Regions from separate parts of the Mus musculus genome. Here region 2 is linked to region 1. The links are chromatin contacts, called in public Hi-C maps. All regions are on one chromosome and are shown on one strand. The core of a region is the stretch at or near the end of the contact, and the rest is flanking DNA. Distances in the headings are between cores, read along the strand shown. Region 1 overlaps Slc38a11 (solute carrier family 38, member 11). Region 2 has its middle 81 kb from the start of Galnt3.

Evidence for each region. A called contact is a pair of places that touch in the nucleus more often than the background predicts.
Region 2: a contact with region 1 is called in a Hi-C map of the N1E-115 cell line, with 5 times the contacts expected there. The contact joins two enhancer-like sites. A contact is called at or near these places in 1 of 484 Hi-C or Micro-C datasets (the N1E-115 cell line), 1 of 115 datasets of contacts at active chromatin or transcription factors (embryonic stem cells) and 1 of 9 other capture datasets (embryonic stem cells).

The regions. Positions count from the first base shown.
Region 1 is chr2:65,338,635-65,345,320 of GRCm38.p6, forward strand. The region is part of intron 7 of Slc38a11 (solute carrier family 38, member 11); the gene reads right to left. Among named protein-coding and RNA genes, the nearest start is that of Slc38a11, 22 kb to the right of the region's middle. Within about 2 kb of position 3,672, at least 115 of the 459 cell types and tissues checked have an H3K27ac peak or open chromatin away from gene starts, as enhancers often do. A contact at or near this core is called in the N1E-115 cell line, where this site is marked.
Region 2 is chr2:66,040,843-66,047,528 of GRCm38.p6, forward strand. No RefSeq gene overlaps it. Among named protein-coding and RNA genes, the nearest start is that of Galnt3, 81 kb to the right of the region's middle. Within about 2 kb of position 3,384, at least 28 of the 459 cell types and tissues checked have an H3K27ac peak or open chromatin away from gene starts, as enhancers often do. A contact at or near this core is called in the N1E-115 cell line, where this site is marked.

The sequences.
Region 1 (6,686 bases), core at 2,422-4,921:
CATGTACGTAAAACAAAATTTGTGGTTTTAAGTGAAGGAATATTTTCAAGGGTTGACTCTCAAAGATTTCATCTAAACACTAATTCTGATATTTCTTACTTTTTCTTTTTTTAATCTTTGGATCACATGTAGAGTAACATAGACTAGAAACTGGCAGGTAAAGGAGGGGCTCAGGCTGGGCGGTGGTGGTGCATCCTTTAATCCCAGCACTCGGGAGGCAGAGGCAGGCGGATCTCTGAGTTCGAGGCCAGCCTGGTCTACAAAGTGAGTTCCAGGACAGCCAGGGCTACACAGAGAAACCCTGTCTTAAAAAGAAGGGACACAGAATAAAGCTGGTAGAAAATTTGTTATGTTTTTCATCTGAACAAAAATCTGCATATGTATGGTGGACCCTGTGATTTTGTTGTGATACATGTATAGACCAGGTAAATTTTAAATCAGGACAAACACACACACACATGCACATTTACATACTCAATCATTTATTCTCTATCATAAAAATATGTAAAATACTTTTTTCTAGCTTTTAACCATAAACAGTACATTATTATTATCAATAACCATTCTACTGAATATAGAACATAGAACTTATTTCTGTTAATTGTGTCTTTGTATACCTCCTCCTAAGCCTCTCGTGGCAACCATTTAACTCTTTAACTTGTAAGAAAGTAACTGTTTTTGTGTGCCTTTTGGAGACATGTTCTCATTATATACCTTAGCTGGCCTGGGATTCCTACAGATTTGCTTATTTCCACCTCCCAAGTGATGGTAATAAACACATGTATGACTAAACCCTTCCTGAGATCAACTTTTAAAATATTACCCAAGTGAGCGAGATCATATAATACTTGTCTTTCTGTTTGTGGCTTTATTTTATATTTTTATTTATGATTTTCATTCCCCTGTTGTGGCACATTATATGATTTGAGTTTTGTTGTTGTTGTTGTTATTTTTGTTTTGTTTTGGTTTTAATGGTGGAATAGCATTATGTTGTATGTGTTTGTTGTATTTTCCTTATTTATCATGGAGTAGAAACTTACATTGTTTCTTTATTTTCATTATTAGAAATAATGTTGCAGTAATTAGTTGGATAATTTTTGAGAAAGAATTACTTATCTACCTGTGATGGCTATTCTTGGTTGTCAACCTGATTATGTCAGGAATTAACTAAGACCTCCAAATGGAGCACATGTGTGAGGATTTTTTTTTAACTTGAAGTGGGAAGATCTACTTCTTTTTTTTATTATTAAATATTTTTTATTACATATTTTCCTCAATTACATTCCAATGCTTCCCCAAAAGTCCCCCATACCCTTCCCCCCCCCCGCCACTCCCCTACCCACCCACTCCCACTTTTTGGCCCTGGCGTTCCCCTGTACTGGGGCATATAAAGTTTGAGTGTTCAATGAGCCTCTCTTTCCAGTGATGGCCGACTAGGCCATTCTAATCTGGATATTTGTGGTGGGAAGACACACCTTTAATCTAGATCTTTTGAAGATGGAAGACCTAGTTGAAATCTAGTCCACTCCTTCTATTTAGGGATTTTACTTTTTACCTGCTTGCTTTCATATCAATAGCATGTCCATTCCTCATAATTGTCATTAGAGCCTACTTCTTGGGGATTCCAACATATATAGAATGCCAACTGAGATATTTATCCTCATGGAGGGAGTAACTATTGGATTCTTGAAACTTCTATTTATAGGCAGCCATTGTTCAATTAAGTGGACCACAGCCTGTAAGTCATTCTGTAGAAAATGTCATTCTGTAGAATATATACAGAATATATTCTATATTCTAGAGAACCCTGACTAATATACCATCCCTTTCCATTAGATCACAGCAGAGTATAAACTCCACATAAAGAGAAATAACTTTTCTAAAGCATAAAATGTCTTTGAAATAATAAAATTTGCACTTACACCTCCATGTAAACCAATACTAAAACTTTTAACCTGGGCCTAGAGAGATGATTTGGCAGTTGAAAGCACTTCCTGTTCTTCCAAAGGATTCCAGTTCTCTTCCCACTATCCATATTGGATCTCTCTGGCCTCCGCAGGTACCAGCACACACACACACACACACACACACACACACACACACACACACACACACACGTACAGTTTGTTGATTATATAACTAAACAAGGATAGGACACATGGATTTCCCCCTCTGTCCTGAGATCCCAGAATCTTTTACTAAAAGAAGAGACATCTGAGGAGAAAATATTTTGTGAAAAGAAATTGGATGTTTAAGTCATAACTGTGGAGAATCATGAGGAAGACACACAACATGAGAAAGAGTGGCTTAGGTCATGCCAGCTGGGAGTGGGCGGGGCTCAGACACTAGTGAGCTACCCTGGGTGTGCCAATAAAAGGGGAAAACAAAGAAAAACAGGGTGCTTTGGGATCCTGGAGAGAGAGTGTCTGGAACCTGGAAGAGGCGGAGCGTGGGGGATGGGGGTGGGATCCTAGGGTGGTGGTGGGTGGTACAGGAACAAACTGAGAGGCTGATCTCTCTAGAAGGCTTAGCAGAACAGGAAGCCAGTCAGGGTGACCCAGTATCTTTCTTGTGTGAGCATTTGGAAGAAGGTTAACAAAAGGGATTAAGCCTAAAAGTCAAACAGGGCAAACCAGCAAACAGGAAAGTGAAAGAAGGAATGAAGCAGGGAAAAGGGAGAAGGGGGTAGGAAGGAAGAGTAAGAGAAGGCAAGGGACTTCATTTTGAAAACTTTAGTGTCTATGAATTACAAGGTCTGAAGTGACCTTGGGCTTGGTATAGAGTAGTTTGCAGCCGTAGAATGACCAGTGCTTCAAAAAGAAATGATTGCTTCCTTTACATAAAAAAAAACCTTAACAGATGTTAATTATATAATTTTTGTTTAGCCTTTTTGGTGGGGGGGGGATGCTGGGGGTCAAAATCAGGTTTTCCTGTATGCTAACTACAAAGCTATATACATAGTCCTCTATGCTTTTAAAGAAAAAACTTATTTTTAATCATTTTTACTTATATGTATGTCTGTGAGAGCATATGTCATATATGGGCATGCCTGAAGAGGCCAGAAGAAGACATAAGCTCCTCCGTTGCTGGAGTTGCAGCTGGTGGTGAGCTGCCAGATGTGGGTGATGGTTTGGATCCTTGGAGTCCTGCATCTTGTATTGATTAGAAACTTAAATTTGTTATCTTCATAATGGCCGAGGGATCAGAAATGTTGTCCTACCAAACAACCCTGTCTTTATGAAGTGATTAAAAACAAGCTTCAGGCTGGGCATGGTGTCTCACCTGAAATCTCAGCTCTCAGGAGGCAGAGGCAAGTGGATGTCTGTAAGCTTGGGCTAGCCTGGTCTACAAAGCAAATTTCAGGCTAGCCTAGACTATATATTGAGCCCCTGTTTCTAATAAATAACACCAAAACAACAACCAAGCTTCGAGGTATTCCTGCTGGACCTTAGGACACTGCACCTCTGGGCCAGGAGGCTCAGAACACCTCGTACCTTCTGGTAGCGCACACTCAAACTCTTCCGCAGAGCACAGGATGCTTCCGAGTGATCCGTGTAGGCAGAACCTGCTCTAAATTAACTGCTTCAATCAGACACAGCTTAGAGTTAAATGCTCTGGCTACCCCTAGGCACAGCTCAGCGTTTCCTGTTTTCTGTCATAGCACAAGCTCTAAGTGACAGGCAGAGCTGACCACTTCCCCAGGCTCGGCACCAGCTGGCTCCTCAGCCACCGCTCCCTCCCAGCGCATTTGTGTCAGACTCCTTGATACAGATCTGTGTTTGACATGAGCTGGCAGGAAAAAAAAAAAATCCTCCCTTGTGATTACTCTCAATGTCAAAATGGATTCACTGACTTTAAATACAATTTTTAAACTTTGATTTAAATTTTCAGAAAACTTAATGTTGATTTTTGGGGGGTGGTGGTGGTGGTGACAGAATTTACTTTTGTTCTTACAAAAAAATGACCCACGGGCTGGAGAGATGGCTCAGTGGGTAAGAGCACTGACTGCTCTTCCAAAGGTCCTGAGTTCAAATCCCAGCAACCACGTGGTGGCTCACAAACATCCGTAATGAGATCTGACGCCCTCTTCAGGCGTGTCTGAAGACAGCTACAGTATACGTACATATAATAATAAGTAAATCTTTTTTTAAAAATCACACACAAAGAAAAAAAATGACCCACGTGAAACAAGTCATGTAATCATGGACATGTTTCATCACTTGAGATATCAACTTCCTTTGATTCTAATTATCATCTAATCTTTGATTCCCTTGCCGACTCTTCACTAAGTGCTCTTGCTGGGTTGATTTCACACAAACAAGCAGGTGGGAGGGAGTAGAGTAGGATCTTACCTCAGAAACCATCAATAGCATCATTATTGCTGTTGCTGTGTGTTTTGTGTATTCATTTGAAGAACACCATTATGGGTGTGTGTAAGAACATGAGTGTGTAAAGGTCAGAGGACAACACCAGTGTCTTCCTCGGTCACTTTTCTACCATACCCTTCTTCCCCCAACATAATATTTCTATTTATTCTTTGAGGATTTCACATCATACACCCCTACCACATTCACTTCCTTCCCTGCCCACCCACTCCCTTGTGACCTCACCCCAGCAAAAAGAGAAAAGTCTAATGAGTGTTAACGTTATACTTACTGGGGCTTGCTCAGACTCTCAGTGGCCTGCCCCTTCAATAGAGCTAAGCCTTTCTCCTTTTGCAGACCTGCTGGAAGGCAGCTGTTGTGGAGAACAATATTTCATCATCCTTTCACAGGTTTTTTATTTTTGTTTTTGTTGGGTTTTTTTGTTGTTGTTGGGTTTTTTTTTGTTTTTTGTTTGTTTGTTTGTTTGTTTGTTTTTGGTTTTTTTCGAGACAAGGTTTCTCTGTGTAGCCCTGGCTGTCCTGGAACTCACTCTGTAGACCAGGCTGGCCTTGAACTCAGAAATCTGCCTGCCTCGCCTCCCAAGTGCTGGGATTAAAGGCATGCGCCACCACTGCCCAGCCTATCACAGTTTTTAAGAGATCTCTTCAACGGCTGCCTGCTATGATGTTACTATCTTTTGGGGGGGAGGGGGTGGATTTTTTTTCAGTGAACCTGGATTGGTTGAGACTGGTTGGCCAGCGAGCCCAGAAATCTTCCTGTCTCCATTTTCCTAGTGCTGGGATCACAAGCATACACCAATAATTTAGCTTTACAAAAGGGACTCTGGAGATTTGAATTCAGGTCCCCATGCTTTCGCTACAGGCACATAATGACTGAAGTATCTCTCCCCAGACTCGTAATTTTTTAATATGATAAATATTTGCTAGAATTATAAGTGTTCTTTGGATCTCTGATGGTTATATGCCCAACTCTACCCTCAATAAACTTTAATAGTTCCACAGAGGGCGACTGGGTTATATCTACCTTTGTAGCCCCATAACCTAGAACAACTGACTCAATAGGCATTGATTGACACTAGACTCATCTGTTTCAGCCTTTGGTGGTGAGTTCTGGACCACCTATAAATCTAGTTGTTTAAGCTAAAAACCTTGGTATCAATCATCACTCTATGCAGCTCTTGCTCCCTTAGCCCCTTCCCATAGTCACTAAGTCTAATTAACTTTATCAGCTTAAAGGTTCCTCCTTCTTCATGTCTACTATCCATGTACATATACTGTACCAGTTATCCTGTGCCTGGACTCTTGGTATAGTCAGCCTTCTTCCAGGCTTCTGTTCTCCCTTTGCCCTTACCTCGGGCTGTAAAAATAGCCCAATTAAAACAGGAGCTTTATCTGTCCACACTTCTGTTTCAGAACTGCCGCTCTCTGTCAGCTCGACAAGAAGACAAGAATTTTACACTGCAGCAAATTCTTCCCTTCATCTTGGTCTCTTCCAAGCCATCTATGGTTTAGCAAAAGATTTCTTTGTATACTCCAAGCAGACTTTTACCCAGAATCAACAAAACTCTAGTTATGCCTTAAACACAGTATCTATGTAGTGGGGGAAGCTAGTGATAGAAAAGTGGGGGTTAGTGGTCATTATGATCTGGGTTTGAAAGTAAACTTCGGCCAAACCTGGGGATGAACTGATTAAAGCAAAAAGGCATATGATAGCCGTCCAACTGGTGATCTGGCATTTCTTTGCTGAGCACTGAAGTCTGGGCTGAACATTCTGGAGAGCTAAGCATGCAGTATGAAAGAGCAAGTGTGACCTCTGTTCTCTGGGTACTTGTAGCAAGATGAAAGACATCAAGTACCCTACAAGAAGATGCTTAAGAGGTGAAAAGAGAAAATTCAACAAGAAAAATGATCATTTTATTTCTAAGTAGAGAACTCTTCTCAATTCCTTTTGGTAAAAGCTCCAAATTTACAAAGCTAAAATCTCAAGTTCTGAATCTGTTCCCGATCACCATTCCAGGACAGCATCCGAAGCTCCTGGTGTGAAACTCACATTGCCTACTTGACCTTCAGAACAAAACCAACTGTTCCTCTCTGTGTCCTTAGGTCACACTTTCAAGAATGGATATCCCAGCTTCTACCTAAGGATCATGCAAACAATGCACCAAATGCTGTCAAGAGTTCCTAGAAGCCGGATATGGTGACACACAACTTTAATCCCAGCATTTGGGAGCTAGAGTTAGACGGATTCTGTGAGTTTGAGGGCAGCCTGGTCTCCATACTGAGTTCCAGGACAGCCAGAGCT
Region 2 (6,686 bases), core at 2,134-4,633, 700 kb after region 1:
CCAATGTACTTTCAAGCCATACTAGGGCTTACCTATCAGACAGCAAAGTGGTGAGAAGTTTGGCATTTTAAGAGGGCAAAGTGCTCTAGAGGATATAAGATATAAGACAGGAATGGATAAAAGACAGGAATCAATTGTGAATAGCCAAGATGCCTATCTGTCTCACCTTTGTTTGCAGTACATGGCTTTGCACCTACAACCAAAAGCCCCAAGCTCGAGTCAAATGGATAAGAGCCCAGCAAAGCATCAATGGTCATCTGAACAATGGCCGTGGGAATACAGCGGGTTCAACTGAAGGATGGAGTCAAGGATGACAGACAGATGGATTGTTTCATTTGCTCCCTTCGTCCTCAGTGGTGTGTGGCTGTGAGCTAGAAACACTGAGGAAGGAGTGACAGGTGGCTGGAGGGAAGGATAGCAGGAGAGGATGAATTTGAAAGCCCCACTAATCACCCTCCTCAATGAGGCGCTGTCTGTTGAAATTTCAACACAAGGTCTGCACTCGGATGCTTCTCAGAAACCTCTTCTGTGCACCCTGTTCCTTGGGGTCATCACTAACCTGCTAGTATGAAGCAGCCTCTGTTTCTTTGTCAAGTTCCCTCCGATAAAGCAAAGCAGTAAGCCAATTACTGAGATCATTCAGATGAAAATTTTACTTTTGCCTGAATTAGCCAGAGAATTGAGGCGTAAATGGACCTTTTCACTTGACTGATTGGGATAATTGCTTCGCTTTGCTAGGGGAGACCTATCTTTGGAAGTCTGTGTTTGGCCACCAAAACATGTTTGTAATATCCATTATCGTCGTTTCTTGAAACAGCCACGCGTGGCTAGTTGCCACACTCAAAAGCTTGTAGGCAGCTTTTGAGGTTGTTGAAACAGTGGGGATGGGAGTCAGATGGCATCTCTGAGACGCTCAGTTGCTTGAATTGTTTCCGTTTTGGCCATCTCTAAAACATGTCAGCTCAGTCCTGCTGAGCATCCAGGGAAGTCAGGGTTGGGGGTCGGAGAAGTTGGGGGGGATAGCGTGGTTGCGCAAGTCAGTTCGGTGGATAAAACACACGCGCGCGCACGCGCGCACACACACACACACACACACACACACACACACACAGAGTAAGAATTACCTCCAGGTGCACAGGAACAAATGGCTGTTCCTGAAAGGGCTGGGTGGGCGGACTTGAGAGAAACGTGTAATTTACATTTAATATTGAAGGAGTGAGAGGACTTCATAAAGAAACCTGAGCAGGAGCAGGCAATTAGTAACAGCAGCGGGACTGGCAGCCAAGCCTTTGGCCTGCGTCCTAGGAAATGGAAGCTTTGGCTTAACAGCGTGGAGCACTGGAAAGAAGAAATCTAAAAGCTCAGCCTTGAGCTCTGCGGCAGCCTTTCCTGCTGTGGTGGTGATGTGAGCCTATAGGGTACAGTATGCTCAGCAGTGGCCTAGAAAAGCAACTGAACAAGATGGACACCAGAAAAGCCCCGCAGACCTCAGATCTCTGCAATCACTTTGTGATGGCGCCCCTTACTGGTCAACAGGCAGAACACCAGAGGTCTACATCCTGAATGGAAATACGAGGTTTTCACTCAGGTGATCCCTGATGTTTCTGCGTTAAAATAATAATAATAATAATAATAATAATAATAATAATAATAATAACGATTTCATTATAAGATATTTTATTGTATTCTGAATAATGAAATAAAGGAAAGAAAATAATAGCTGTGGCTTTAATAAAACCCATCAGCTTTATTCATTGAATTGTGTTTTAAAAGAGTTAAATGCTAAGTTTCATGTTTATAAAATGACTCCTTTAAAATTTTAAATTTTATTCCACACAGATTTTCAAAACACTAGAAGACACATACAAACCATAGAACTGATCTTTCTCAAGTAACCCGCTCCTCAGATTGTAATAAGGAAGTTGGCATTAAAATAATCAGTTTCTTTTTTTTTTTTGGTTGCTATTGTTTTATTGTTTGAGATATTGCTTTAATTATGATAAATATGACAATATGACAAAGCCCTTAAGGAATGCTTGACATTTTGTCACAATCACAAGCCATTGAAAAATCCACTTTATTAAAATATAGATGAACTGAGAAAAATCAAGCCATTGTATCTAAAGTTATAAAAATTGAGTGTTCATATTTCACATTGCTCTGAAGGTCATTAAAATATCAAATAATCCATAAAGCATAGCTCACCTTTTTTTCTCAGCAGATTTACACATAGTGTCAATTTACTAAAAGTGAGGCCTAGAATATTTTCCTTCATAACCTTAATGTCATTGTACTGGCAATATTCAATATTTTGTGTATATTTTAATATCAAGAAGTCTTTGGAGACCAAGATAGTTACTAGTAGCCGAACAACATTTTCTTTTAACATAAACCAACCGTAAGCTATCTTACTGTGCAAAACAACATCAGCACGAAAAAAGTTCCTACAATTTCGCAGATATTTAAAACAAACAAACAAACAAACAAAACCAAACCCAACTCAGTAGATTCTGCACTTGGTAGATTTCTTCTTGTACAATATCCCTAAAAATAATTCATTTCAGATATATCCTTTCTGTGAACTCTTTTTACTAGTATATTTTTAGTCACAAGATTCTAGAATGTGTTAGAGAAGCAAGGGACACCCAAAGCCCCCACAGCATGGACTCTGGTCTGCCTTCAGGCCTGCCCTGAACGAACGGGCAAAGCTTTGCCCTGTTTCTTCCTCCTCAGACAGTGGGACTCAAAGAGCTTTTTGCCACCCTGGACACTCAGAGAGGCGGACATCCACAATGTTCCCTTAGGTTTCTACCTGGGAGTGACAGGTGTCCCTCCCACTCAAACATTGCAAAGTCCATCACACTGACACAGAAGTGGATTTTAATTCCTATTACCAAGTGGGCACCCTCACGAGTGATTTCCTACAGATACGCTCTCACGCTCTCACCGTTCCTGGGGAACAAAGGCACTGGGTAATCCTGCCCTACCATGTGCTTGCAAAGACAGGCAGAACTGGCGGGGAGCAGCACTGTCTCCTACAGGAATCAGCACACTGACAGGATATGGTGCAATTTATGTTTTCTTAAAAAAAAAAAAAAAAAAAAAAAAAACAGAGAGAGGCCTAACAATTTATTTGGGGTTAGGTTTAATATCTGGACTTCTTTCCAGGACTTACATTTTTACTGAAATAAATTGAGTTTAAATTGAGCTCTTGGGAGATTTCACAGTGATTGACCAATTAGGTTGTTAGGGCCACTCTGCATGGGCGGGGGGCACGGGGGCAATGGCAGGGGAGCAGCTGCTTTCGGGTCTCTGGCCTCGTCTTGAGTGTTGTCATGGTGACAACTGCCAGCAGGAACCTACTGGGAGCCCAGTGGACGCCTTGGCTGCCAGAGCTGTGTATCAGACAATGCGCCATTCCCAGCCTTCCAGACATAAGCAGCACAGACCCTTTAGCTGGGCTGTTCTTTGCTTTCTACCTAAGGGGAAATTTGCTCTTGCTTGAACTACCAATTGCCCGCCGTCAGTTCAGACAAAACAACTCCATTTTCGAGTTTCTTCTTGTGTGCTTCCTCTCTGCTGATTTTTCCATACAATGCCATCCTGTTCCCAATTTTCAAGGCGTACAACTAATGCGGTTACTAGAGAAACCTCAACTCATGATTTTTAGGTATAATGGAAAAGCAAACAGGTCCTATAGTGGTGTACTGCCTAACTTACACGATCTTCTGAGGTTGTGTAAGTTATGTGTTCTGTGCCCATATGATGTTCAACACACTTGCCGGTAGCGACTTGAAATGTCTCACTTGGCATGTGTCCAATACAACCAAGTAGCATACCTCCTAACTGATTTTACCTTATTTTACATGTAAGTAACTGCATATGACCCGGAACATTGTGTAGAAAGCATAGTTTCAGGATTATACTTAAACTCGACTACCTAGCCATAGAGGAAATACTAGTGTCTCACTTAAAATTGTGTACATATTACTGTCTCTAAAGCAGACGGAGGTCATTGCCAAATGAGGTGTACCATAGCATTCTCTGACTGGTTCTTGTAAGTTTAACTCCCAAGTCCTAATCGCATAGCTAAAAAGCAGTAAGGGAGGGTGATGACCTGCGTAGTACATGTCGTACTTTAGAAGCGAGACCTAAGTGGGGAAAATGCTGTTGTCTCTAAATCACTTATTACCTACATCATTGTGAATTTGAAGGGGAGACAGATACTAGCTAGAAGACAACAGTTCTGGCCCCAGATATATTTATATCTACGTCTACCTATATATCTATTTCTATCTATCTATATCTATCTATATTATTCTGAATATCTACATTTACATGTATATCATCTATGTTTATGTCCGTATTTTTATCTATATCCATCATTATGCATGGGTACTTACCTCATTGGGCATCCTCCCTAATATAACATTTGCCTAGCATGTGTAGATAGATAGATAGATAGATAGATAGATAGATAGATAGATGATAGGTAGATAGATAGATAGATAGATAGATAGATGATAGATAGATAGATAGATAGATAGATAAATGATAGATGATAGATAGATAGATAGATAGATAGATAGATAGATAGATAGATGATAGATGATAGATAGATAGATAGATGATAGGTAGATAGATAGATAGATAGATAGATAGATAGATAGATAGATAGATGATAGATAGATGATAAATAGATAGATGATAGATAGATAGATAGATGATAGATAGATAGATAGATAGATGATAGGTAGATAGATAGATAGATAGATAGATAGATAGATAGATGATAGATAGATAGATAGATAGATAGATGATAGGTAGATAGATAGATAGATAGATAGATGATAGATGATAGATAGATAGATAGATAGATAGATAGATAGATAGATGATAGATGATAGATAGATAGATAGATAGATAGATAGATAGATAGATGATAGATGATAGATAGATAGATAGATAGATAGATAGATAGATAGATGATAGATAGATAGATGATAGGTAGATAGATAGATAGATAGATAGATAGATAGATAGATAGATGATAGATAGATAGATAGATGATAGATGATAGATAGATAGATAGATAGATAGATGATAGATAGATAGATAGATAGATAGATAGATAGATAGGTAGATAGATAGATAGATAGATAGATAGATGATAGATGATAGATAGATAGATAGATGATAGATAGATAGATAGATAGATAGATAGATAGATAGATAGATGATAGATAGATAGATAGATAGATGATAGATGATAGATAGATAGATAGATAGATAGATAGATAGATAGATAGATAGATGATAGGTAGATAGATAGATAGATAGATAGATAGATAGATAGATAGATAGATGATAGATGATAGATAGATAGATGATAGATAGATAGATAGATAGATAGATAGATAGATGATAGATAGATAGATAGATAGATGATAGATAGATAGATAGATAGATAGATAGATGATAGATAGATAGATAGATAGATGATAGATAGATAGATAGATAGATGATAGATAGATAGATAGATAGATAGATAGATAGATAGATAGATAGATGATAGATAGATAGATGATAGATAGATAGATAGATAGATAGATAGATACATAGATAGATGATAGATAGATGATAGATAGATAGATAGATAGATAGATAGATAGATAGATAGATAGATGATAGATAGGTAGATAGATGATAGGTAGATAGATGATAGATAGATGATAGATAGATAGATGATAGGTAGATAGATGATAGATAGATAGATGATAGATAGATAGATGATAGATAGATAAACTGTTATATTACCAAGGATGCTTAATGAGGTATTCTGATTTTTGTTTCTGTTATTGTTGCTGGTGCTCATTTTGGGACTTTCCCTAAAATTCCTCTTCTGTATTAAAAGGGGCACAAGACTTAGTGTGCTTACAATATGCTAATGCCTTACATACATCTCATAGGTGATTTTTCACAACCCATAAACTGAGGGTTGTTCTGTGCAACTCACAATTAAGCTGAAGGTTAGACAAGTTCAAGCACTTAAGGTTTTCCAGCTAATAGTTGAAAGAACCACCTCCATTCAAAGAGTGTCTCCAGGGCTAGGTGCTTAGGAATTCCACTCCAGTGGCGCTAGTTTCTCTTGCAACTTTTAATTAGATTTTAAATGAGTGCCACACATTTAAACAGGTTGGAAATTTGTCAGTATACTCCATATAAAAGGGTGCTAACAACTATAACTATTAGCCATGCCCAAACCTGTACTCCCATAAGATGCTCTCAGTCCAGCCAGTGGACTTGTATCTTGGGTTTGAATTAGAATAACCTTGGACATTCATAAAATTATAGATGCCAGGGAATTTCTCACAGAAATCAGAATTAAATTAAATTAAATCAGGGTTAAATCAGAATCTCTGGGAGTGAGGCTAAGGGACCCATTTGTATGATCTCACTGAGCAGGTTGAGGTGAGACGAGGCATTGGAGAGTGAATAGGTGATTGGCTGTCCTCATCAAGCCACCTAGTGGAAGTCCAGGAATCCACTTCCAGGATAAAGGCCTTCCATGTTGGTTGATCTACTTTACACTGATCAGTCACCCTGGAGAAGCTGCTGCGTTGAGGCAAGGAGGCCATCTCACCATGGAAACAGGATTCTGCCCCAAGATGACAGTCCATGATGCA